Regions from separate parts of the Hordeum vulgare genome. Here all the other regions are linked to region 1. A link is a contact called in public Hi-C data. All regions are on one chromosome and are shown on one strand. Each heading gives the region's core, a stretch centred on a gene start, on an enhancer-like site or on the middle of the called end of the contact. The rest is flanking DNA. Distances are from core to core; before and after follow the strand shown.

Evidence for each region. Hi-C and Micro-C count contacts between places; a contact is called where the count stands out from the background.
Region 2: a contact with region 1 is called in a Hi-C map of leaf, with 3 times the contacts expected there. The contact joins the promoter of LOC123426382 here to the promoter of LOC123426378 in region 1. A contact is called at or near these places in 2 of 6 Hi-C or Micro-C datasets (leaf and seedling).
Region 3: a Hi-C map of leaf shows a contact between it and region 1, with 5 times the contacts expected there. The contact joins the promoter of LOC123426377 here to the promoter of LOC123426378 in region 1. A contact is called at or near these places in 3 of 6 Hi-C or Micro-C datasets (leaf and seedling) and 1 of 1 datasets of contacts at active chromatin or transcription factors (embryo).

What each region holds. Positions count from the first base shown.
Region 1 is chr2H:386,777,637-386,782,439 of MorexV3_pseudomolecules_assembly, reverse strand. LOC123426378 (aspartate carbamoyltransferase, chloroplastic) reads right to left here and starts at 2,506. Exons shown (of 5, transcript XM_045110198.1): 1 at 2,001-2,506. The coding sequence starts at 2,499.
Region 2 is chr2H:387,203,310-387,208,112 of MorexV3_pseudomolecules_assembly, reverse strand. LOC123426382 (tobamovirus multiplication protein 1) reads right to left here and starts at 2,394. Exons shown (of 10, transcript XM_045110203.1): 1 at 2,087-2,394; 2 at 1,787-1,877; 3 at 1,569-1,621; 4 at 1,390-1,482; 5 at 1,213-1,284; 6 at 994-1,112; 7 at 851-914; 8 at 270-323. The coding sequence starts at 2,266.
Region 3 is chr2H:386,516,259-386,521,061 of MorexV3_pseudomolecules_assembly, reverse strand. It overlaps LOC123426377 (glutamate receptor 3.4-like), which reads left to right and starts at 2,115. Exons shown (of 4, transcript XM_045110197.1): 1 at 2,115-2,818; 2 at 3,410-4,803. The coding sequence starts at 2,572.

The sequences.
Region 1 (4,803 bases), core at 1,257-3,756:
CACGTGGAGGCTCCTACGACTCAAGACGGTTCTACGCCGCCTTCAACAAACCAGTGACCTCTTCGAACAACAACTCAAAGGTGTCAAGGAGGGTCTTGATCGAAAGAGCAAGCTAGGAGAACTTAAGCAACACAACTCACAAGAATTTCAGGATGACTTGAGATTCGTCTACCGGTTCTACGAGAGTGGCGAGGCTTGTGACGAGGTTGGTGAGGCGTAGCGCAAAGTCGGAGACGTACTTCCCGTCATGGAATGAGATCGTCTCAAATTCCTTCCTCGACCGTTGCGCCCTGCCCTTCCGCACGCGATCTGTGCCAACGCGCATGGCTCGGACTGCCTCCCAAGCCTCGTGTGCGCTCCGCTTGACAGCCAGGTTGGCCATCATCTCTGGCGATACCACGTGCAAGATGGCCTCTAGCGCCATTTGACCTTCTTACAAGTAGTAAGCTCAAAGCTCGATAGCCTCCCGGAGGCCCTGAGCCTGCAGCATCACCTTCATGAGAAGGCTCCATTCGGCATAGTTCGTCCACGTAAAAGTTCTTCAAGACACGGTCAACGACAACCTCGCGCCTACCAGCATCACGGTCGACTTGCTGGCGGTGAAGGGGAATGGCACCGTGGCTAGGGAGTTGGACTACGGGCAGGGCCCTGACCTAAAATTGACATCTCTCAGGATCCTCACCTTAACCAGCTCTGATGCCAATTGTTAGTAGCAACTAGCAAGAGCACAGGTAACTCTGATTTGGAACTCAGTTTGTGGGCTGCAATTGATGCAGCTGGCTAGGTTTCACCCCATTTTATAGTTGAAAGCAACTAGTACAGAACCACCTCCATGGCTTTCTTACAGCCTAAGACATCTTGACTTGACCCACTGACTTGTAGCCCAAGACACAGTCTTGACTCACTAGCTTACTACCTAAGGAAAATACTTGACTCACTGACTGGCTGCTCCAAGGATTACTATTAACATGGTGGTGGGTGACGACTGCGGCGGGCGACGCAGCGGCGGTCCGGCAGCGACATGTGGCGGCGGCGCAATGGTCGGCGGAGATTGGCAGCGGCCCGCTGACATGGCATGTATTGGAAAAGCTTTTGGGAACTTCCCCTCTACGTAGAGATGGGGTGTTTTTTTGGTTGAAATAGGGAATCTGTTGGAGCGTGTTTTTTGTGCCAACTTCCTCTATACGATGAATTTTTTGGCAAAGGGTAAGCTGCTTGAGATGCTACAAGAACCCAAAAAAATATCCAGGTATAATCTGGGAAACGTTATTTAAAAATTAATAACAATAGTTACTGTTGTAGGATTAATCAACTGTGTGGTCCCTACATCAAAACCAGCAGGAACTACACATCCATATCATCCAAGAAAAATGTATTCACAATGATTGAAGTAAACTAGTAAGGGTGGCCCTATCTTTTAACAATGGAATTGAATGGACGCATTTATATGAACATGGTAGCCAATCTATAGTTAAAATAGGATGCTCCCAACTATAGTTCATAGTGATCTATAAAAGCATGTAAGAATTTTCTAAATTGTTAAATAATTAAGGTTGAGAGCCAACTAGTTCCAGTAGCTGACTTTTCTTTGATGGCCTCACCAAACATGGCAGATAACCAATGTTTGTTTTAATTTAAGTGGTATACAGACTTGCCCAAAATTTTCTACTTCGCAGATCCAAGGAAGTGATGATGACCTCCCCAAATAATCTTCACAATGGTTCTAAGTAAATCCCAGGTCCTCAAAGATTCATAATTTGCTACAACTCGCAGTTAAGATCTCAATTGCAAAATCAAAACCGATGTTCTTCCATAACCCACAAAATTTGCATCTCCTCACCTACTGGCATCGCCCAAACACTACCCATCCTCATTCACTCCCTAAATAACTCCAATTAGAATTAAGATTTCAGCTTGTCCATTCCACGTAAAGGTCACCAGGCAGCGATTAGCACAAATGCTCAAGGCAAGGCCTGACAAGATACTTTCAGGCAACTCACCTTCTAGGGTCTCGCCCTTGGCAGCGGACGAGAACTCGCGGGCATTCTCGGTGGTGAGCACCTCCCCGCCGAGCCGGCGCATGGCGGCCTCGAAGGAGAGGCGCGTGCGGGTGGAGGGCTCGTAGAAGAGCGTGGCCATGAGGTACCCCTCAAGGACGCGGCTTCGGAACCCGTGGGAGCAGCGCTCCACGGCCTCCATCTCCCGCGCCACCTCAAAGATTTCATTAAGCACCTGCCGATCGAACTGCTGCGCCTCGATCACATCTCCGAGTTGCAGGGAAGCCCTGAGGGCCGACGGAGACAGCGAAGCTGAGGCGGCGACCGCGCGGCGGGGATAGTATGAGGAGGGCTTGAGCTGGGGACTCCTCGAAGGGGTGGGAAGGAGGGGATGAGGGAGGGTGACCCGGACGGCCGCCATGGGGAAGTGACCGGAGCTAGGGTTTAAGGTTTTGTTAGGAGTCGGGGGAGGTTTCCTATCCGGCCGGGTGGGTGTTTCCATACGTGGCCAAACGGGCAGGCTAAACAAGCCGGCCCATAAAGACGGCACGACACGGGCCCGGTCCGGCACGATTTAAACGGACCTTGCCAGGCACGGCACGACCCGTTTATTTTTTTAAATATTTTTAATATATATATACACATAATATATGGCCCAGTAGACCTAAAAACAAGCCCATGAGGCTGAAATTGTACAGCCCAGCGTGCTAATCGGGCCAACAGGTCGGCCCGTTTAGTAACCGGACCGTGTCTGGGCCTGAAGACGCAGCCCACGGGCTGCCACGGCACGGCCCGATTACTAAACGTGCCTCGGCGTGCCGTGCCGGACCAGGCACGTTTAGCACGGGCCGTGCCGGGCCGGGCCGGCCCGTTTGGCCAGGTATGGGTGTTTCGTCGGCTGACTTTTTCTTTTGGCAAAGCAAAGCTTTATAACTTAACGGTGCTTTGGCAAATCACCCAAAGCACAATCAGCCACAATGGCTGATACATCTGACTCTCATTCTACATAATAGTTTGGTTCATACAATCGACCTAAGCTAGCTAATAATTCATGCGTCACAGAGTTTGCATTACGACGACACGAGGAGATCTCAAATTTAAAGAACCAAAGCTTCAGCTACAGCTCCGTATCTTCGATGACCGCCACGTAGGACGAAGAGTCCAACTTGGTTAAATCAAGAGGCTCGTGTTGAATTCGTCTCAAAGACCATTCTTATTATCCCCATATCAGCAGCAAGAGAGACAGACTTCAGCAGCGAACGCATCTTCAACATACTCCTGGCGACAGGCCCAGCCACAAACAATTGAGCCGTCAGAGGACCTAGCCACCACCCCCAGCCAGCATGAGTCTCACCCGGAACCAAGGATCCATCAAGGTTGATTTTAATCCGGTCTTCCGCGGGTGGTCGCCATTGACACACGCTCGCCTTCTTCTGCGCCGGAGCGCAGACCTGCAAGTACTCAAGGACATTGCTCCTTGTGCGCCTCGCCATTTCAGTAGCAGCAACGGGAAGCTCCCCTTCCCTCAGTTTATTTATGTTGTTCCACCACTCGCTTTAGCTCATCCAATTGCTGCAGAAAGTCAAACATTGCATGCATGGAAGAGATATGCTCTGGCCCCTTTCTTTCTTTCTCCATAGCAAGTTCCCTCCACACTGCTTTCACTCACTTGCACTTGATGAAGAGGTGTGAGCCATCTTCATCCACACGCCCACAGAACAAACATTTTTGGTCTTCAACAGGGATTCCTCTCTTCTTCAGGTTTGTTCGCAAAGCCAACGACTCATGCTTCATCCTCCAAGCAAACATTTGGATTTTCCTAGGACAAGGCAGCTTCCATAGACGCTTCCACGAGTCATCAGTGCAGCTATTGAGATTTCCGGCCACTATTGTGCTGCGACCGACCTCCCCCTGCCCCTTTTGCTTCCCAACCTGAACGTGAAACTTGTACGCACTCTTGACCGAGTGCAGACCCTTCCTATCATACTGCCAGGCGATAAAGTCTTGCACCCCTTCTAGGATAGGGATTTGTAGAATATGACGTGCATCATCAGCCCAGAAGGTCTCCTGAACCAGCTGTTCATCCCATCCTCCCAGGCATGGATCAATCAGATCACTAACCACCTCCAGTAGGTTCCCCCTCCTCGGAGTGATGACACGTCGCGACCAAGGACGCGGAATCCAAGGGTCGGTCCAGATTTTAACTTCAGTACCATCACCAATGCGCCAGATGTATCCCTCCTGGACAAGGTTCAAACCATGAAGTAAGCTGCGCCACGAGTAAGAAATACCTTCCTTCAGCCCAGCATCCAGAACATGGCTACGTGGGAAGTATCGAGCTTTAAGGACCCTTGCGCACAGACTGTCTGGATCCTGAATTAACCTCTAGATTTGCCTAGAAAGCATAGCAATGTTAAAGTTGTCCATGTCTCTGAATCCGAGACCACCTTGTGACTTGGATCTTGTTAGCTTCTCCCAGCTTATCCAGTGAAAAGTGTTGCCCTTATCTTGTTGGCTCCACCAATATTTGCCAATAAGGGAGCTGATTTCTTCGCAAAAGGTTTTAGTCAAGTAAAAGCAAGACATGGCAAAGATTGGAATAGCTTGCGCAACCGCCTTGACCAGGGTTTTTTTCCCAACTTTAGCAATCAACTTCTCTTCCCACCCATACATGCACCCAGCCATGGCCCCCTTGACGTATGCAAAGGCCTTCCTCCTGGACTTGCCCACATGGACCGGAAGCCCCAGATATTTCCCGGTCCAAGACTCGCTATGGATCAGCAATGTCTCTTTAACCTCATTTCTC
Region 2 (4,803 bases), core at 1,145-3,644, 430 kb before region 1:
AATAAACCAACAGAAGGACACAAGTATACACACACACATGCACTGTTCTGGAACAAGATCTGTAGACCATAGACCTAGTGGGTTTATCACAACAGTGCACAGCAACATCAAGTGCAGTAAACATTAGGTTGATACGTTTGGTGGCTTCACATTCATATGAAACTGTCCACACAGGTCTACATCAGAGTTCTTCTTTACGCCCAACCAAAAAGGAATTAAGCATGATTCCTCAACTCCTAACAGTGAGTCACGAAGAACCAAATACTCACCACGATGCATCTTATCAGGAAACAGGTGCAGCAGATTGTCGTCACAGTCCCAACCTGAGAATTTTCAACATTACAATAAAATTTGGGAGGCCAAGAAAGAAATTGACAGTTATTATTTTTGGACTGATGGATCTCATGTTCTGTATTGAGAAAAAGGATAACAATACTATTAAAAAAATACTCCCTCCGATCCAAAATAAGTGTCGTGGTTTTAGTTCAAATTCAGCATATTTTGTAAGACATACTAAAACCACGACACTTATTATGGATCGGTGGGAGTACTAAATTCAGTATGTTTCGTAAGACATACTAATAAACATATTAAGGCAATGAGAAGATGACCCAACAATTTTGCCAGTCACAAATTCCGAGCACCGAGTTACAGACAATGCAAAAGATTTCATGTTCAATGTGTGACAATTACCAGAATTTCACGTTAAAAGTAATCATTGTCATGGCAAAGCTATATGAAATGATAGATCCTAACAGAATATGTCGGTAGTTTGTTCTTGACAACATGCTATACATATCCACCTGAACAGAAAATGTGTACAAATCCATTTATTGAAGGGTCTAATCACCTCATAAAGCTTCTTTTTTCGCCCCTTTGATTCAATGGGGAAACGTCTCAGCAAGACAAACAGCCTACAGAAAAGAAAGAGCACAGCTTTCAGATACAGCGCACACACAGCAATACAATACAAAGAAAAAGCATTGGACTTGCCTCCCACCATATACTGCGAAACCAAGAAGGGCCACAGCGGAGACAGATACGATGAAGATTTTGCTGACCAGCTCAACCAACGGATTGTCGTTTATTCCAAGGTACACCCAAATACAGACCTGTCCAGATCTCCGATCGGACATAGCAACCATGAGCATGGCTCTCTCTTATAGGAAGCAGTAAAGTGGTATGACCGCGGGATGATGAGAAATAACACACCTGAATTGCATATACGATACTATTAACGGCTACGTATATAATCCTTAACTTATCGGTTGGGAGACTCCTAGCCTGCAAAGCTCAGAAGAAAAAGCCACGCATAAGTCCTTGAATAAGTACAGCTAAATGATAAGAAAATGAAGAGTATATATATATAACAAGATTCATAGGAAATACCTGATGGTATATTTCTGCCCAGAAAAGAACAAGTAAGGTGTAGGCCGAGAAGAACAGTAAGCCGGGGAGGTCTAGTAACACCAACTTATAAACCTGGCCAAGCCAATTATTAATTAGCAAAATAAGGTCTCGACGCCAGTGCTAAAGCAAAGTGGTAGTGCACAGATTGGGTCTCTTACTTTTGTTTGGAGGAGGAAGACATAGGCATGGAATCCGAATACAACGGCACGAACTGCGGCAAGTAGTTTTTGGGTAGGTTAGCACACGCGTGACACATGCGGGGGGCAGTTGCAAATGAAGGGTGGGATCAAAAGAAGGAATCAGGATTGGGGGATCCCACATTTAATTAACATTGATTACATTGCCCCCATTTCCGGCAACATTTATTTTACATTACCCCCATTGACGACGAAGTTCATGAGGTGGAACACCTTCTGCGTGGTCCAGCCGAACTCGGGCACTCTGCGCTGGATCCTGACCAGCTGAATCTGCAGGCGGACAGCATAGAACGGCTCAGAATCGAACTCGGCGGCAGCATCCCCTCGATGCGTTGTGAGATTGATTGACGGAGGAAAGATCCAATTTCAATCGGCAGCTCGGTGCGGATCAATAATGAGCCGAAGCACGCATTGGGGTCGGAGGGGGGACGAATCAAGGTAGCATTTCCCGTCGAGGTGAGGCGAGGGGATGGACTGACCAGCGCAACGGCGGAGACGAGGGCGTAGGCGGCGGTGAGGGAGAAGAAGGCGCCGTCCTGCCACGCCGGCGACTCGTTGACGTCTTCCCACCATCCCCGGAGCACCGCGTTGGCCGCGGCGACGAGGACCGCGGTGGGGGAGGAGGAGGAGGAGGAGGAGGAGGAGACCAGCTCCCTCATCTTTCCCTCAGCTTGACGCTCTTGGCGTTCTCACACTTTCTGTGGGCGTGGGGGGGAGACGGAGAGAGAGAGAGGAGAAGCACAAAAGAAATTGGAGAGAGGGAGGGAAGAACGTGGGTCCGCATGACAGCGTTCGGGGTCAGGATTGGTATATTTTATGTGTTGGGCGGTGGTGGGGCCGTCGGATTTTGGGCGTGTGCGTTTATCGGGTGTGATGTGGGGCCAGGTGAACAGTGACACGGGAGCCTTTGCCGTTAGCCCATTGCCGGGTTAGCTAGAGAGGACAGGTGGGCTCCACGTGGCGACTTGGAGCACCAGCTACTTCCCTTCCCAGCGGGGCCCCCCGTCAGTGGAACGGACATTATTAAGTCATGGGCTGCTGCTCTTGACCGTGACGTTGATGACGAGGATGGGTGAGGAATTGCGCAACTGGATTGGGGATATGAGCTGTGAATATGTGATGATGTAATGATGTCTCGGGCTGAAAGGGAATGGATAAGTAAAAGTTTTGTACACTCTTGTCTAGCTGACCTTGGTTAGTGGCATATGAACTAAGAGCAAGTCCAACGGCCGATACAAACGGACGTTGATTTTGTCCGCTTTTTGTTTATTTGGGTCGGCCACGCGGAGACGAACGTCCGCTTTCGCAAATGGGTCGACGCATGCGTCCAACGCTGGTTGGATCCATTTTTACCGTCGTGCGAAAAAAACACATAAGTGCATAATTAAACATTAAAAGCCGGCCACGAAGGCCGGTGAGAGTCCACGCGTCCGCATTACTTTAGTTAAACATAAAAATAACCTAAAACTACCAGGGCAGCCCTAGGCGGCGGCGTCATCGTCATCGGGGCCGGTGAGGTCGACCACCGTAGGCGCAGGGCCGGCCTAGGGGAACGCCGAGTTCCAGAGCGCTGCTGCCTGCGCCTCCGTCGTATGTCCCGTCGGCGCGGGCTGTGCTGGTGACGGTGGCAGCGCAGCAGCACGGGCACGCTTCTCCGCCTCCGCCTCCCGTCGTTCCTCCTCCGCCTCCTTCTCCACCTCCATTAGCCGAAGGCCTTCGGCGCTCTCCGCCCGTAGGTGATGCGCCCTCCAGTGCTCGAGGTACGCTTGCTCCTGCAGCGGTGTGTCGCCCAACCAGATGGGCGGCGGAGTGACGAACTCCTCGACAACGCCAGTCCACTCGTAGACTTCCCGCGGCTCCGTGGTCTCGGGCTTCGGCGGAGGTGGCACGACGCAGTCGCCGGCGGCCGACAGCGCGATGGCCTCCGCAAGCTGCTGCTAGCACGCTGCCTCCTCGTCGGGCCTGTGCCGCGCTTCCTCCTCGCTGTTTGCGGAGAACAGCAGTGAGCGCCGCCTGATAGGCGGCCTCTGCCTCGTGGTCCTCATCGCTGACGACAGGCGGGGGCGGCGGAGGGCCTCCTGGCTGCACTTCGCACATGCCACGACGGAGCTGCTCCTCGTGCTCCATCGCGAACCACACCTCCCAGTTAGGGGAGTCGGCCGCGTACGTAGGGTCTCGCCGCTGCTCCGCCGTCAGCAGACGTCGACGGCGGCTCACCTCCTCCGCATACACCCGCGCCGACGGCGGCACGGCCGACACTGCGGCACGGCATGACCACACCCGTGCGGCAGCGTGACATCGGGGTAAGGGAGTGGCACACGGTGGTCCCGGTGCCACCGCGCTTGGTGCACTGGGATGCTCACGCGCTGGCGAGGCCGGTGGGAAGACGCCGGCGGGGAGATTGCGCGGGGGTAGAGCGGGGTCTTGCCCTTGTTCGGGAAGCCGCCGGCCATGGTGCTAGGGTTTTGGTCGCCGAGGAGGTGGCTGGATGTGGACGAGCGCGGTTCTGGAAGCAGATGGCGGAACCCACCGCACGCTCGGATTTAAAAAGGCCGGTCGCGGTCGCTGACGCGTGGGCCCGAGGATAGCGGTCGTCATAAATAATGTTGACCGTGGTGGTTTGGGGATGACACCGAGGGGTCCGCTTCGAGTCCGCGCCGACGCATTTCAGTCCCAAATTTTAGCCGAAAATGGGTAGGCGCGGACGCGTTTTGGCAATGGGTCGACGCGTTGGGCCATCATTTTTGTCCGTGCCGACCCAAACGGACGGCAGCGGACGAAATGGGTCGCCCCATTGGAGTTGCTCTAAGTATTTGAGATAATAGCATTCCAAGTCCTGGAATTTGTTGAGATGTGATGATTTTGTCTTACAACTTTCAAAATAACCTTAGAGCATCTCTAGCAGACCTCATATAAAGCCAACTAGCAAAAGTCGTTTACGGTTTGCGAAAAAGGGTTTTGTAGGCCTGCACGGGTGCGAATAGAGTCAGACCCCTCAAAACGGACGCGTAAAAAAGGATATTGGCAGAAGATGCTTTTTTATGGATCGGCAATGCGGGGTCTGCTCGGGCACCACCGCGTCGACCCGCAAACCGAAGACCCCGTAAATCGGAATTACTAATGTGCAATATAAGTAAAATGTCAATATTACAATACAATAATCATCCAAAGTACAATAATTATTCAAATCATCATA
Region 3 (4,803 bases), core at 866-3,365, 260 kb after region 1:
ATGGTGACTATTTCGAGGAAGGATATATAAGGCTTATTCGTGAAATAGCGGCTCATTTCATGGGGTTTGGATACCCGACAAAGTTTACACCAAGTTTCAAAGTGAGAACGGACAATGCACGATACGGAAGAGGATAGCAAAATATGGATAGATGGAAGTGCTTATAGTCTAAAACTAGTACTAGTCATAAAGACCTCAAGTATTTATGTGGAAGCCTAGAAGCCCTCGAAGCAAAGGACTACTTGCATGCTCTAAGAAGGAAGGTTGGGAGGAGTTAACTATCGCGAGTCCCCAATCTAGACTACACAAATGATATGAATCAAGGATAAATTATACTCCAACTTCCTAGTCATGCCATACCGATACATTAATGAGTGGGAGATCACAATCCTTAACATCGATATTTTTACTAGACCAAGATTATCAATTAGTAAGCCTTCATATTATCATCTTAATATCGTTTATCAAACACAATATATTCAGTGATCCACATGCAAAATTTTATTATACCACCGTTGTATACCTATTATTTTTGGACCAAACATATTACTAATGCAAATTATCACTACATATTTAAGTCTCAAAAAGACATAAGTGAAGAAAGAAGTGCAATTGATTTCTATAAAATGTATGTATCGCCGTGCTCAAAGGGTATAAGTGAAGTACATAAGCGCTTGTGAGAAAAGATGTAAGTGAAGTATATGAGCATTTGTCTCAACTCAAAAGAGATAAGTGAAGTTCATTGAGCATTCTATAAATTGTGATGAATATGTGTCTCATAATTTGTGTGGTCAGAAAATAATGATCATGAAAACAAGCAAGCAAATAAAACAAAAATATACTATGCTCCAAGCAAACACATATCATATGATGAATAAAAATGTAGAAACATGTGATATAGTTTGATTTTTTAATTTCTTCATCCAAGAAATGACAGTTTGCAATTAGTTTTTTATTTGCAGGACGAGTTGTTAATTTGTACAGCTTATCCACAAAAAAATCCACTGGCATACTGCATGGCACCATGAGCTAATTTTTTAATTGTTTGTCTGTCACTTAATTTTCAAGCCGCTCCATTATGTTACCCAATATATTGAATGGTCTGTTAGAGTAAGCAATCTTTGTTGATGGAGAGAGTGAGACCGGGAGCCCTACAAAATAATCATGAGACTATTATATGTAGCGTCTGAATTTAATTTTGACAGGCATATCATATCCGACTGTAGAAAGAAATATCCCATGCATTCCTGTCTCTAGGTAGCACTCGTACCAACCAACCAGTACGTGCCTTCATTACCCATGTATCCACGCTTGCAGGTAGGCAGCTATTGATCCATTTGACTTGGCATTTCTTGTAGGAGTAATTAGAATCGGTGTATCATATCTGAGCTAGCATTAGTTTATCATGACTGATTAATAATTAAGTTCAGATTGACCAAGTTGATGATTGTCTGTGTACTGAACCTAGATAGAGCCTACCTAATCAAACAAGACAAGATGACAAGTCTGGCATATGTATTGTCAGTAGTTAATTGAATGAGTTGCATGAGTGCATCGAAACAGCAGTCATTGGTTAGCTAAAACAACCAGCTGCCTACACGATTTGAGCCATTGGGGGCAGCAGAAAGCACGTGCATCTTTCCCTATCTATGTACAGTATATGAGCATACCAGTAGTTCTTGTACTATGAGGCTACGAGCATAGTATTACTAGTATCTTGCTTGTGCATTCAACAAAGTGGTGTGGGCAGCTTTATTCTCCCAGGTGAAAGAAGAAGAAACACCCGAAAAGCCAAAGCGCTAATCACTAGCATCTGTTCCCTGATGAGAAAGATGGCCTGTTTGCTTCCATGCCAAGCCACAGCCACAGCGACAGTGGATGAGAATACGTTGCTGACCACCGCTCGACAAGTCGATACAGTTCTGTTAGTAGTAGGTACTGTTGTGAACTCAAGCAAAAAAACTGTGTTATTCGAAAGTAGTAAGTTAATTAGTTGGCCGCTGTGCTGTAACAGTTGCATGATGAAGATGTGCAGTGCAGGGGTGATGTGAAACCGTTTCCTGACCAGAATGCCTTTTGCCCAGGCCGCATCTTTGCTTGCTTGATCTGACGAGCATCCACGTTTTGCTCGAGACGATTACAAGAGTAGCAGAATGGTCAACAGTAGTGCCGGCCGACGTCTCCATCGGCATCTCTCTGTGTCGTCTCGGTCGATCTCTCCACCAGTACTTGTAAGCAGGGTACTACTCTACTAGTAATTGCACCAATCAATCAGGGCCGAGCGAGGCGCGATCTACTCCGTTCCGTCCCCGCTGCGCCTTCCACGCCACTGCTTTTTCCTCGCCGTCGAATCTCTTTCCTGCTCCTCACCGGTCAGGATCACGCCGTTTTTGTCACCTTGCTCCCCTCGATTCTCCCTGCTCCGCTCTTGTTCTGTTTCTTGGAGTTCTCCATCCTTCCGATCGTATGGCTAGCCGATGGGGTGGAGCTCCTGCCTTCCTGCGCTCATATATCTCGCGCTCTCAGGCGATAGCCGTACGCATATACTAGATCCTCGAGAGACGAGGCGAGATGGGCTCGGCTCTGCTCCGTGTCCTCTGCCTCTGCAGCCTTGTGGCGCTCGCCCGGCCGGCCAGGCCGGCCAACGTCTCCATCGGCGCCCTCTTCACCTTCGACTCCGTCATCGGGAGGTCCGCCAGGGCCGCCATCGACCTCGCCGTCGCCGACGTCAACCGCGACGCCGCCGTCCTCAGGGGGACGCACCTCAGCCTCGTCGCGCAGGACACCAAGTGCAGCGGCTTCGTCGGCACCATCCAAGGTCACTGCTCTCTTCTTCTTCTTCCTCTTCTTCTTCCAAAAAATATAATAAAAAATCCTCCTAATACCCCCAAATGTTTGCTGCGATCAGATTAGCAAATACGGAGTACTACAGTAGTCGTCATCACGAACTTTGATTCCACGATTAGATTTTTCGTGTTCTTTACATATTGATATCTTGGCCTGTATGCATCCACTTTCTTCTTCATTTGGTTTGGTTCTCTCTCTCTCTCCTCATTCAGTTGACTCTCGTGGAGGTGGAGGTGGAGCCTGCCTACTGCCTTGGATCTCTCCACATGAACTTTGCATGACGATTTTTTTTAAATAATAATGATAATCTGTTTTTTTTCCTTGGCAACGGATTAGTCAGAGACTACCCCGTCCCGTGCTCTCGCCGTTGCATTTTGTAGCTATTGTCCTGTGCTAATCGACCGGCCGGTATTGATATTGGATCAAAAGAACGTTTCACCTTTTTCTTCGTATAAATGAACAAATGACTAGTACGTACTCCCTCGATCGGTAACAAAAATTACTCCTTTACGGAGGGAGTTATCGCAGTTGACACTGATGTAAGTACGTGTTGATGCTGCAGCGCTGCAGCTAATGGAGAAGAAGGTGGTGGCGGTTGTGGGACCGCAGTCGTCGGGGATCGCCCACGTGGTGTCGCACGTAGTCAACGAGCTCCACGTCCCGCTGCTCTCCTTCGCCGCCACTGACCCGGCGCTCGCCTCCGCCCAGTACCCCTACTTCGTGCGCGCAGCCCGCGGCGATGACTCCTCCCAGATGGCCGCCGTCGCCGACATCGTCGCCTACTATGGCTGGAGGGAGGTCACCGTCATCTACGTCGACAACGACTACGGCCGCGGCGGCGTCGACGCCCTCGGTGACGCGCTCGAGGCCAAGCGCGCCAAGCTCTCCTTCAAGGCGCCCTTCCCTCCGGACGCCGACCAAGCCGCCATCGCCGACCTGCTCCTGCAGGTCACCATGATGGAGTCCCGCGTCTGCGTCGTCCACGTCAACCCGGACTCCGGGCTCGCCGTCTTCGCCGCCGCGCGCTCCCTCGGCATGATGGCGTCCGGCTACGTCTGGATCGCTACCGACTGGCTCGCCGCAGCGCTGGACTCGACGCGCCCACCCAATCCCAAGGCGATGAGCCTCCTACAGGGCGTGGTCACGCTTCGCCAGTACGCCCCGGATTCCGGCGCCAAGAGGTCGCTCACCTCGAGATTCGCCGCCGGCCAGCTGAACCGGAGCGCCACCCTGTCCCTGAATGCGTACGGGCTCGCCGCGTACGACGCCGTGTGGATGGCCGCCCGCGCCATCGACGAGTTCCTGGAAGACGGGGGGAACGTCACCTTCTCGGCCGACCCGAGGCTGCAGCAGGAGGTGAACGGGACCAGCACGCTGCGGCTGGACGCGCTCAGAGTGTTCGACCAGGGGGAGCAACTGCTGCACAAGGTGATGCTCGCCAACTTCACGGGCATCACGGGCGACGTGCGGTTTTCTGCGGACGGCAGGAGCCTGGCCGACCCCGCCTACGAGGTCCTCAACGTCGGTGGCACGGGCGTCCGGCGGGTCGGCTACTGGTCCAACCACTCGCATTTGTCAGTGTCCGCGCCCACTCCATTCCAAGCTAACAGCAGCCAGCAGCAGCAGCAGCAGGAGCGGCGGCTGTACAGCATGATCTGGCCTGGGGAGACGACATCGCCGCCGCGCGGGTGGGTGTTCCCCAACAACGGCCGGCCGCTGAGGATCGGCGTGCCGTACAGGACGACGCAGAGGCAGTTCGTGTCCAAGGACAGCGGCCCCGACGGCGCGAGCGGGTACTGCATCGACGTGTTCAAGGCCGCCGTGGCACTGCTCCCGTACCCTGTCCCCGTGTCCTTCATCCTCTTCGGCGACGGCGTCAAGAACCCCAGCTACAGCGACCTCGTGAACAAGGTCGCCAACAATGTGTTCGACGCGGCGGTGGGCGACGTGTCCATC